2 separate regions of the Oryctolagus cuniculus genome follow, and region 2 is linked to region 1. Evidence: chromatin contacts called from public Micro-C data. All regions are on one chromosome and are shown on one strand. Each heading gives the region's core, a stretch centred on a gene start, on an enhancer-like site or on the middle of the called end of the contact. The rest is flanking DNA. Distances are from core to core; before and after follow the strand shown. Region 1 holds the start of KCP (kielin cysteine rich BMP regulator). Region 2 holds the start of TNPO3 (transportin 3).

What was found. A called contact is a pair of places that touch in the nucleus more often than the background predicts.
Region 2: a Micro-C map of ear pinna shows a contact between it and region 1, with 2.8 times the contacts expected there. The contact joins the promoter of TNPO3 here to the promoter of KCP in region 1. A contact is called at or near these places in 2 of 6 Hi-C or Micro-C datasets (ear pinna and an unstated tissue).

The regions. Positions count from the first base shown.
Region 1 is chr3:165,089,107-165,093,910 of mOryCun1.1, reverse strand. It overlaps KCP (kielin cysteine rich BMP regulator), which reads left to right and starts at 2,343. Exons shown (of 45, transcript XM_070071297.1): 1 at 2,343-2,666; 2 at 4,702-4,804. The coding sequence starts at 2,585.
Region 2 is chr3:165,228,834-165,233,637 of mOryCun1.1, reverse strand. TNPO3 (transportin 3) reads left to right here and starts at 2,090. Exons shown (of 23, transcript XM_008258220.4): 1 at 2,090-2,646. The coding sequence starts at 2,527.

The DNA.
Region 1 (4,804 bases), core at 1,094-3,593:
TCTATGCATCTCTTTTGTCTTTTAAGTAAATGAAAACACACATTTTTAGAAGAAAGGAATGAACAAGCCAAATAGAAATGTCCAGAAAATGAGCAGACATCTGATAGCCTTTTGACCTGTGTCTGGAGCCTCTGGACTCAGTGGAATTGTCCAGTCACGAAGACGCCTGCCATCAAAGCAGGAAGGAGAACAGGCCCCCGCATTCCAGGCAGCTGCTGGGGGTGTACGGACTCCTGGTCTCCCAACCCCACTTCGAAAGCCTCCCTCAAGGCTTCTTTCCTCACGACTCACACTACATATGACAGTTTATACTAAAAGCGGTTCAGTGAATTAAAATTGAGCATTCAGATTCCTCTTGGCATTAGCCTTATGACCAGTGCCCAGGGGCCACTGTATCAGCAATTAAAACACAGAGCACAGGGGCCTGTGCTGTGGCACAGTGGGTTAAAGCCCTGGCCTGCAGTGCTAGCATCCCATATGGACGCCAGTTCGAGTCCCGGCTGTTCCACTTCTGATCCAGCATCCCTACTGATGCTCCTGGAAAAGCAGTGGAGGATGGCTCGAGTCCTTGGGCCCTTGCACCCACATGGGAGACCCGGAGGAAGCTCCTGGCTCCTGGCTTTGGATCAGCTCAGCTCCAGCCAATGTAGCTACTTGGGGAGTAAGCCAGCAGATGGAAAACCTCTGTCTCTACCTTTCTCTGTAATTCTGTCTTTCAAATATATAAAATAAATAAATAAATAAAACCTACACAGGAATAGAAGGGGGTGAGGAGAAGAGGGAATGCAGGAAGGGACCCACACGTACGTCCCCTCCTTTCCCCCTCTACCCTTAGCCTGATGGGATCCCCAGGCGCTCAGAGAGTGGAGAAGCGGCAGGAGACGGGTGGCTTTCTGCTCCCCAGAGACTGCAGAACCTGGGGCTCACAGTCACAGTCACGCTGGGCACTTGGCCCCCTCCCGCCACCCCCCCCCACACACACACACACGTGGGCTCCGATGCCTGGTGCAGATGCTCAGCCCGACCGCCTGGTGTCTCCACAGCAGAACCGAAACAGAACACTGTGCACCGCAGGTCCTGGGTCCCAACCGGGAGCACACCTGATGTTGATGGACTTTCCTGCCTCAGGTGGGCCTGTGGGGGCTGAGGAGACCCCTCCCGGAGGGGCTCTGCTGGCTGCGGAGGCTGAGCTTGGGAGAGGCGAAGCCAGACTGGGAAATGGAATCCCAGATCTATTCCAGGCAGCCAGGCCCTGTGCCTGGGGTGGACAGGCTGAGTTGGGGACCACTGAGAGAGGCAACTGGAAGGTGAGCTGCCAAGGGTTTTATGGGGGCGGGGCTGGGATCCTGCACCTAAACCAACTCAGGGAGGTGTGCAAGGTGCCTGTTAGGCCACACGTGCCATGCCAAGGGTACAGAGCAACACCCAGGCGGTTCCTACTGCTTACACGGACGTGGGTGGGGGTGACCGGGCACAGAACGGGGCTGGAGCCCGCAGGATGGAATTTGTCCCCACACTTTACTTAGCAGCTTATTTCATTCATGCTGACTGCTATGAGATAGCGTCCCATGAAGGAGAGAAATGTAGTCACTGGCTCTCGTCCCCTGGGCTGTGACCCCAGCTCCTGGCCGCCAGCTTCTGGGCTCTGAAGCCGCCCTCCCAATGCTGTGGAGACCCCCTGGGCCCAGGGCTGGGCTCTGGAGGCCTGGGGGCTGGGGCGCCTCTGTCTCTGTCCCCAGGGCAGGGAGGGAGGCTGCTTTGGCAGAACTCACAGCTCCGCCTGCACAGTCCTGCCCGTGAGCCCGGCCCCAGCCCCACCCCCACCCCCTCTGCATCCCAGCTGCACTAAGGAGTTTCCCAGCCGTGGGCCCAGGCAAGCCGGCTTCCCTCACTTCCTCCCATCAGCCCCCTCCTCCTGCTGAGCCCAGAGCACAGCCCTGCCCCCTACTCAGCCTCACTCCACACGCAGCCTAGGCCTGATCTGAGAAGCCGAGAGATGGGGTTGGGACCAGCCAGTGAGGGTGGCCTCCACGTTTGGGGTGGGGAGGCTGGTGAGTGAGTGTTGTCCAGGGCAAAACCATAGGCCACCCTTGACCTCCCACGGTGGGGGTGACACCTCCTGTTACCATTTGTTCTCTGCTGACCGTTTTCTTTGTCTGGACACTCTCACGTGTAAATTCTCACTGCACATGCATCAATCAAGTAGACAGCGTGATCCCCAGTTTGCAAGCAGGGAAACTGAGGCGCAGAGCAGTTAGGGGCCACAGGGAGTCGACTGCAGGGATTGGAACCCAGCTCAGACTGCCTGCGGGCCCAGCGGAGGAGTGACCCCAAGGGGCGGGAGTGGCGGCGGGCAGCCCAGAGCGGGGGACCTTGGGGTTCCTGCGGAGGGCTCCTCCTGGGTCCTGCGCAGGAGACTCGTCCCCAGCCCGCCCGGCTTCACAGAGGGGGTCACTTCGGGACGGGATGAGGCTGCCCAGGGCCCCTCCCCGAACAAAGGCCGGGTGGGAGGCGGCCTGTGTGTCCCACCCCGCCTCCCCCCAGCGCCGGGGGAGCGGCCGGCAGACGACGCGGCGGAGCGAGCATGGCGGGGGCCGCGGGCGCGCTGTTGCCCCTGCTTCTGCAGCTCTGGAGCCTGGCGCCGGCCGTGGGTGCGAGCGCGGGAGGTGAGTCCCACGGCCAGACTCCGGCGCCACGCCCCAGCCCCCTGCGCGGCCCGATCGGCGGCTCCGGCGGCCCCGACCCGCCCGCTTCTCCCGGCCTGGGACGCGCCCCTCGGGCCAGCCGCCGCGCTCCCGACGGTGGAGATGCGGGAGCGGCGGCCGGGATCGGGTCCCAGGGGCGGAGGGGGCCTCCGGCTGCAACCGGGGAAGCGTGCGCTGGGAGTCTGGAGTTCGTTATTTTTGTCCTGAGACAGGCGAGAGGAGGCCGGCTCTGGGAGCTGACTTGGTCTCCTTGTCTGGCCGGACCCCGCCCCAGGCTCCTGCGAGCGCCGGGCAGGAGAAGCTGAGCCAGGAGCAGCCACGCTCATGCAGCTCCTTCGGCCACCTCCCTGGGCAAGGCACTGGCCCTGTCTTCACCTGCCGGCGCCAGGAGACCCCCTTCCTGCTTCTCCCTGCTGAGCAGGCCTGAGCGGGAGGCAGGAGAGGAGGCAAGTGTGGCTGGAGGGCTTGAGAGCCGGAGACCCCGTCCCTGAGGCTGGCCCAGGAGCCGGCCCAGGATGGAGTGACTGCCCCCTGCACGGGCGGAGGAGGTGGCACCCGTGCAAGGTCACGTGTGCCCGAGCTACTGTCACCTCCCGCTGTGTGGTTCTGAGAGAAGAGCAGGTGGAGCGCAGGAGAGAGGTGTGCATTAGGGGCCTCCTGGGAGTCCAGAGGCTGCTGGGATTTGAGAGAGGCACAGAAGAGGAGGGCAAGTCCCAGACTTCTGGCTTGGGGAACTGGGTGGGAGAGGGTGGCAGGAGCCACGGCCAGGACTTCCGGGCCAGAGTCTGGGGAGCAACCCCAGGAGCCAGCCTGTTCCCCTCGTTTACCTGGCGGGGGATCCCAGTAAGAAGGTGAGATGAGCCTCCCCAGGCGCATCTCCCTCCCCTCCCCGACGGGGTGTCCACGCAAACCAGGGAGAGGCTGTGTCCCCCATCAGAGTGCCTGGGTTCAAGTCCCGGCTCCGCTCTCGATTCCAGCTGCCCGAAGGCACCTCCTGGGAACCGGCAGGTGATGGCTCAAGTAGTTGAGTCCCTGACATCCACGTAGGGGAACCTGGATTGGGTTTCTGGATCCTGGCTTCAGCCTCATCCAGCCCTGCCTGTTGTGAGCATTTGGGAAGTGAATTGGCAGATCTGTGTGACCCTCTCTCTGAAAGAAAGAAAGAAAGAAAGAAAGAAAGAAAGAAAGAAAGAAAGAAAGAAAGAAAGAAAGAAAGAAAGAAAGAAAGAAAGGAGGGAGGGAGGGAGGGAGGGAGGGGGGAGGGAGGGAGGGAGGGAGGGGGGAGGGAGGGAAAGAAGAGTCCGGCCCAGTTTCTGTAGCCCCTCCCCCAATGCAGTGGTGGGTGGGGGTCCTGGGAGCGCTGCCACAAGCCTGGTAACATGGTCAGGTTTGGGGGTGGGAACAGGAGGAGCACTGGCCCCTCCCTGGGCACGTTCTCCAAACAGGATGAGCCTTCTGACAGGTGTAAGAGGTGCTCACCTGTGGGGTGGGGGCCACTCAGGTGCTCCCTGAAAAGACTCTCCCAGCAGGCGCAGCTCCCACCAGACCCCAGGCACCCGGAAGCTGCCTCACCTCTCGGGCACCTGTCACGCCGCTGCAGGTCAGCCTGGCTGGCTTCTGGGCCTGCCCAGCATGAAGCGTCAGCTCCCCAGGCCCCCCGAAGGCCCAAGATGTCCTACAGGGTCCCCGCCCCACAGAGTCAGGGCAGGCTGTGGGGAGACCCCGTCTGGGTGCTGCTCTGTGCCCTCAGCCACCTGGGGCCCTGGGGCTTACACCCGATCAGGAGGGACGGTTAGTCCTGGGCACTTTTGTCCACAGGGCCTCCTCCTTCCACACCCCCGCCCGCCATCTCTCTTCCCTGGGAGATGCAGGTGGGCAGGTGGACAGGGCAGGAGCCTGGGCGGCCCTCCTCCTCTGCCCGGTTTGGAGGACAGCACCCAGGAACCCGTGCCCGTGCCCAGCCCTCAGGCCCCCATTGCATTCCTGTGCCTTTCAGGTGGGCTTACTGACACCCATGACTCACAGCAGCAGGCTCCTGCCCACTCCTTGGTCCCTGCTGGGGGCCTGCAGGAGCAATGGCGCCCCCTGGAGGAGAAACT
Region 2 (4,804 bases), core at 841-3,340, 140 kb before region 1:
TAAGGCTATTTTGCGGAAATAGGTCCAGGTCGCCAACAGTCCTGAAAATGATGCCTGCACAAATGCAGCCTTATTCTTGGACAGCAGTTTCATATGAGTAACTTACGATCATTATCGAAGACTACAAGTTAGTGAGAATACTACCATTACTGTGATGTTTCTGAATACCACCAACCAGCCTTACCCATGTGCAACCAAGAGAACTATTTCTTAAGCCATAAAATTTACATTAAAATATGAAAATGGCCCAGTTAAAAAAATACAAAAAATAAACAGCAACAACAACAAAAAAACAAAAAAGCTGCAAGGTTGAGCCAGATCTTGAGACCTAAGCTGAACTATCATCAGCATAGGAAATTCTCTGCCTTGGGGAGGAGAGTGCCCCTGTTTTCTGAACATACAATGGATAAAGATGTATGTGGCTCACATTTATGAGCAGGAGGGGGCGTTCTCCCTCTTCTTTTGCTGCATCTTAGACTCTAACCCTTGCTCTAAAAGTACTAGCCAACAGCTTCTCCAGGAGACAGTTTTCAAAGGGAATTATACCCTTTCATGGCCGCCCTTACTTGGCACAAGTAAATGAAGCTTTCCTCCTGCTTGTGGCTGATGATGTGATGTCACCCCAAGCACACGGACCCCCTGTGCTCGCTAACAATAGATACCATTTTCAAAGATTTTCTTCATTTTCAGATAATCATTTCACTTTCTTGACAGTGCCCCTTGATATATGTTTTTTGCTCGGACGTATATTTTTAGTTTTTGGCTTTTCATCTGTTTTCTCATTTGTTGACGTTGCTGTTGGTGGCATATCTAAGAAACCATTGCCCAACCCAACATTAGGAAGACGGACTCCTGTTTTTTTTTTTTTTTTTTTTTTTTTTTTTTTTTTTTTTTTTTTCTAAGAGTTGTGTAGTTTTAGCTCTTACATTTGGGTTCTACAATCCATGTTTTGGAAAATATGGTACAAGGTAGGAGGTGCTAAGCATTTGTTGGATTGCAGACATTTATAAAACTTTTTATTCTGTATTAAAGTGCTTGTCTTTCCTCGCAACCAGACCGAGTGCCATAAGGGCCTGGACCAAAGGTGAGCTTTTTTTTTTTTTTTTTTTTTTTTTTTCATGAATGAACTAGCTAGCTAAAACATCAAGCTTTTTTAATCTGATGTTATACAACTCTGGGGCGACACTGTTTCATCTTGGTGGAGGCAGTTACACAGTGCTGGCAGTGACAATCCAGAAGCAAACGAACACCCAGGATGGTGGGGTTGTACTCTGCAGTGGGACTGCTCTGGATTCAAATCCTTTCATTTAACGACTGTAACCTTGGGCAAGTTACGTTCCTCTCATTCTTCAAATTCTCACACTTTTAACTGGAGAACCTTGTAACGCTGTTGGGATTAACTGAGATCTTCGGGCGTTTTACACATGGTAAACATGTGTCGCTTAGTAACCGCTCTTTATCACTGCAAAGGAATAGCAACAATGTTGGGAAACCCTTTAACACGCTGCTACCTTTTGTTTCAAATTTCTCCCCAGCACAGCTTCCGATATTGTTTTCTTTCGTGAGCTGAGACTTGTTAACCACCGATTCTCTGATTTGGGAAGAAAAGCATACACAGAAAGGGCATGCAATGTGAAAACGATCCTACAGATATATGCAAATATCCTGGAGTGCAGCGTGTCACACTCTTGAGTGCGAGGACTTCGTAGAAAGGGCAGCGGGTGAATGGAGACGCTCGGCATTCTGGAATTATTTCAAGGAGGCACATATGTTAGGGCTGTATCGCAGCGTGCGTGTCTCTTCAACAGTCAGAGTTGGATCTCCAGTACAGCGGGCAGCCTACGGGTAGCTGAATTGTCTCGCTCTGACCACGGGGGCCAGCCAGCTTTCTGTGGACACGGGTGGCGAAGTCCGAACGGCAGCAAAGTCCTCAGACCCAGCGCCCAGGAAAGGAGAGCGGCTCCGGTACGGGCCACACGTCGCCCCTCAGGCGCCGGCCGAATCCGGGAAACCCGGAGAACTACTTCGCCCTCAGCGCTTCTCCCCGGCTCCCGGCGCGGCGGGGCCACTTCCGGGAGGGGGCGGGGAGACAAGAGGAGGCGTGTCGGGAAGGAGGCCGTTTGTAGCGCACCAGGCGGAAGTGAGCCCAAGGTGTCGGTGCGGCGCTTCCGGTCCGGGTGAGCGCGGCTTAGGCGCGCTGCGTGGTGTGTGTCTCGTGCTGAGATCGGCTTCTGAGGGCGAGTCAGCAAGTGAAGAGGCGAGCACCGGCGTCCGGACTCGGAAGTCTGCAGTCGAGTGGAAAGGCCGGAAAAAAAGGCCTGGAACTTGAATACGACTTAACTGCTGTTTCCGAGGGGGCAACTTCCACAGGGAACCCCTCTGCCCTGGTAACGGCCAAAGAGGAGGAGATGGCGCCAGTCAGGGAGCGGCCGTGGCCGAGACAGTGAGGAAGCGCGAAGGCGGAGCAACCCGGGGAGCCTTGGGCGAAGAATCGGAGCCGTCGCTGCCACCACTGCCGCCAGCACCATGGAAGGAGCAAAGCCGACCTTGCAGCTCGTGTACCAGGCGGTGCAGGCGCTTTACCACGACCCAGACCCCAGCGGCAAGGAGCGCGCCTCGTTTTGGCTTGGGGAGCTGCAGCGTTCGGTGAGGGGCCCGGAGAGGCCGTTCTGTGCCGCGGGGCCGGGTCGGGGTGGGACCTCGGCTCGAGGGGAGAACCTGAGCCCGGCGGTTGGCCTCGTGAGGTCCTCCTCGGGGAGGAGCTGGCGCCGCGGGGTGGGGCTGCGGAGCCGCATCTCTGCCGCCTTTCGGAGCCCGGTCGCAGCTGATCGGTCGCGAACTGGCCCTCTCCCCGTCCCGTAGAATCGGAGTCGCGGGTCCCGTACTTCTGGCTCGGGGCGAGGATCTAACCCGCTTCAAGTTCTGCGCGCTTTCTGTTGCTTTGTAGGCCGTGCCTTTTCTGTTTTGCCTCCCTTAGACAAACCCAACTCCAGTGTTTCTGTCTTCCACTTACGGGCGTCGTAGCGGTCTCCGGGGGCCCAGGTGTGGCATCTGCCAGGTCCTCCCCAGTCCTAGCCTCACTCGCGGCTCCCCGTTCCTGGCGGGTCTTGCACTACAGTTTGAGTCTTAGTATTCTCGAAACTTCTCGGGTGTCTGTAGCCTTTCACACGTGAGTTTCCCCCTTTGCTTTCGAATGCAACATAAAGAAAGAAAAGCGTACCGGTTCTGATCGCAGGCCATCTTCGGAGTTCTCATTTTGCTTCCTATCGACCTCTAATTTCATTTCCCTTTCAGGTGTTTATGTATAATTGGTTGATTGTTCCACATAAATCTGAACGTGCAGTGAGGTGTTTAGTTTCCACCCGTTAGTCGTGTGTCCCTTGTAGCTCTGCCTTTGACTCAGCTATTTGATGCGATCCCTGATTTTCACACTCACCTTTGCTGCACTTTATTTCTGTGTGGGAGCATACAGGTGGGGATCTTGCTGACTTAAAATCTTAAACGTACGATTTACCTTCTGAATCGTGAAATGCTTTGGACACTAAAGAGGCTTGTACAGATGGATAAAGCACCTTTACTTTTTTTTTTTTTTGCATGTTATACTCAGCGTATTTTTAAGTTGTCCCCTCTCTATTTTTATTTAACTCATAACTGGTGCTTAAAAGTGCTGTGGCCTATTAAAATGAGCCTCTAGGCACCAAGTGCATAATAAATATTTAAAATGTGCAACTTTGACTTGAATATTGCACTTGGAAAAAAAAAGTCGGCCCCCACGACCTTGTTTACCTTGTGGGAAGACAAGGGAGTAGACTCACTGACGACTGCAGGAGAAAATCATTCACATATGGTCTCGTTTAGTTAGTTCAGTGATTGGTGAGTCACAATTCCCCGATCCTTGTATAGTTTCCAAAAATGTAAATGGGAGAAATGATGTACCAACCAAAAGAGACAACTCTTAACTTCTGAAACTTCCTTATTGTTGTTCTTTCTTTCTTTCTTTCTTTCTTTCTTTCTTTCTTTCTTTCTTTCTTTCTTTCTTTCTTTCTTTCTCTCTCTCTCTCTCTCTCTCTCTCTCTCTTTCTTTCCCTCCCTCCCTCCCTCCCTCCCTCCCTCCCTCCCTCCCTCCCTTCCTTCCTTCCTTCCTTCCTTCCTTCCTTCCTTCCTTCCTTTTCTTCTTTTCTTCTTTTCTTCTTTCTTTCTTTCTATTTGAGTGACAGAGTTACAGACAGAGGGAGAGAGAGGTCTTCCATCCACTGGTTTACTCTCCAGATGGCCACAGTGGCTGGAGCTGGGCTGATCCAAAGCCAGGAGCCAGGAGCTTCCTCCAGGTCTCGCACGTGGGTGCAGGAGCCCAAGCACTTAGGCCATCTTCTGCTCTCCCAGGCCAGCATCAGGTAGCTAGATCGGATGTGGAGCAGCCGGGACTTGAACTGGCGCCCATAGAGGATGCCACCACCACAGGCAGAGGCCCAACCCATTCTGCCACAAAGCTGATCCTTATTCTTTTCTTTAAAGTCTGTACTCATTCGGTAGAAATGCAATTAAAAATTATTTATTTGAATGACAGAGATCTTCTGCCTACTGGTTTACTAACCTCAAGCATTTGCAAAAGCTAAGGCCAGGCCGGTCCTAAGTCAGGAGTCAGGAACCCCGAACAAGTCTCCCATGGGTGGCAGGGAGCCAAGTCCATGTACTTAGATCATTGTCTGCCTTCTAGGCCCATTAGCAGGAAACTGAATGGGAAGCTGAGGTGGGCCTTGATCTCAGACGCTCCCACATGGAATATGGGGTGGCCTAAGCGGTG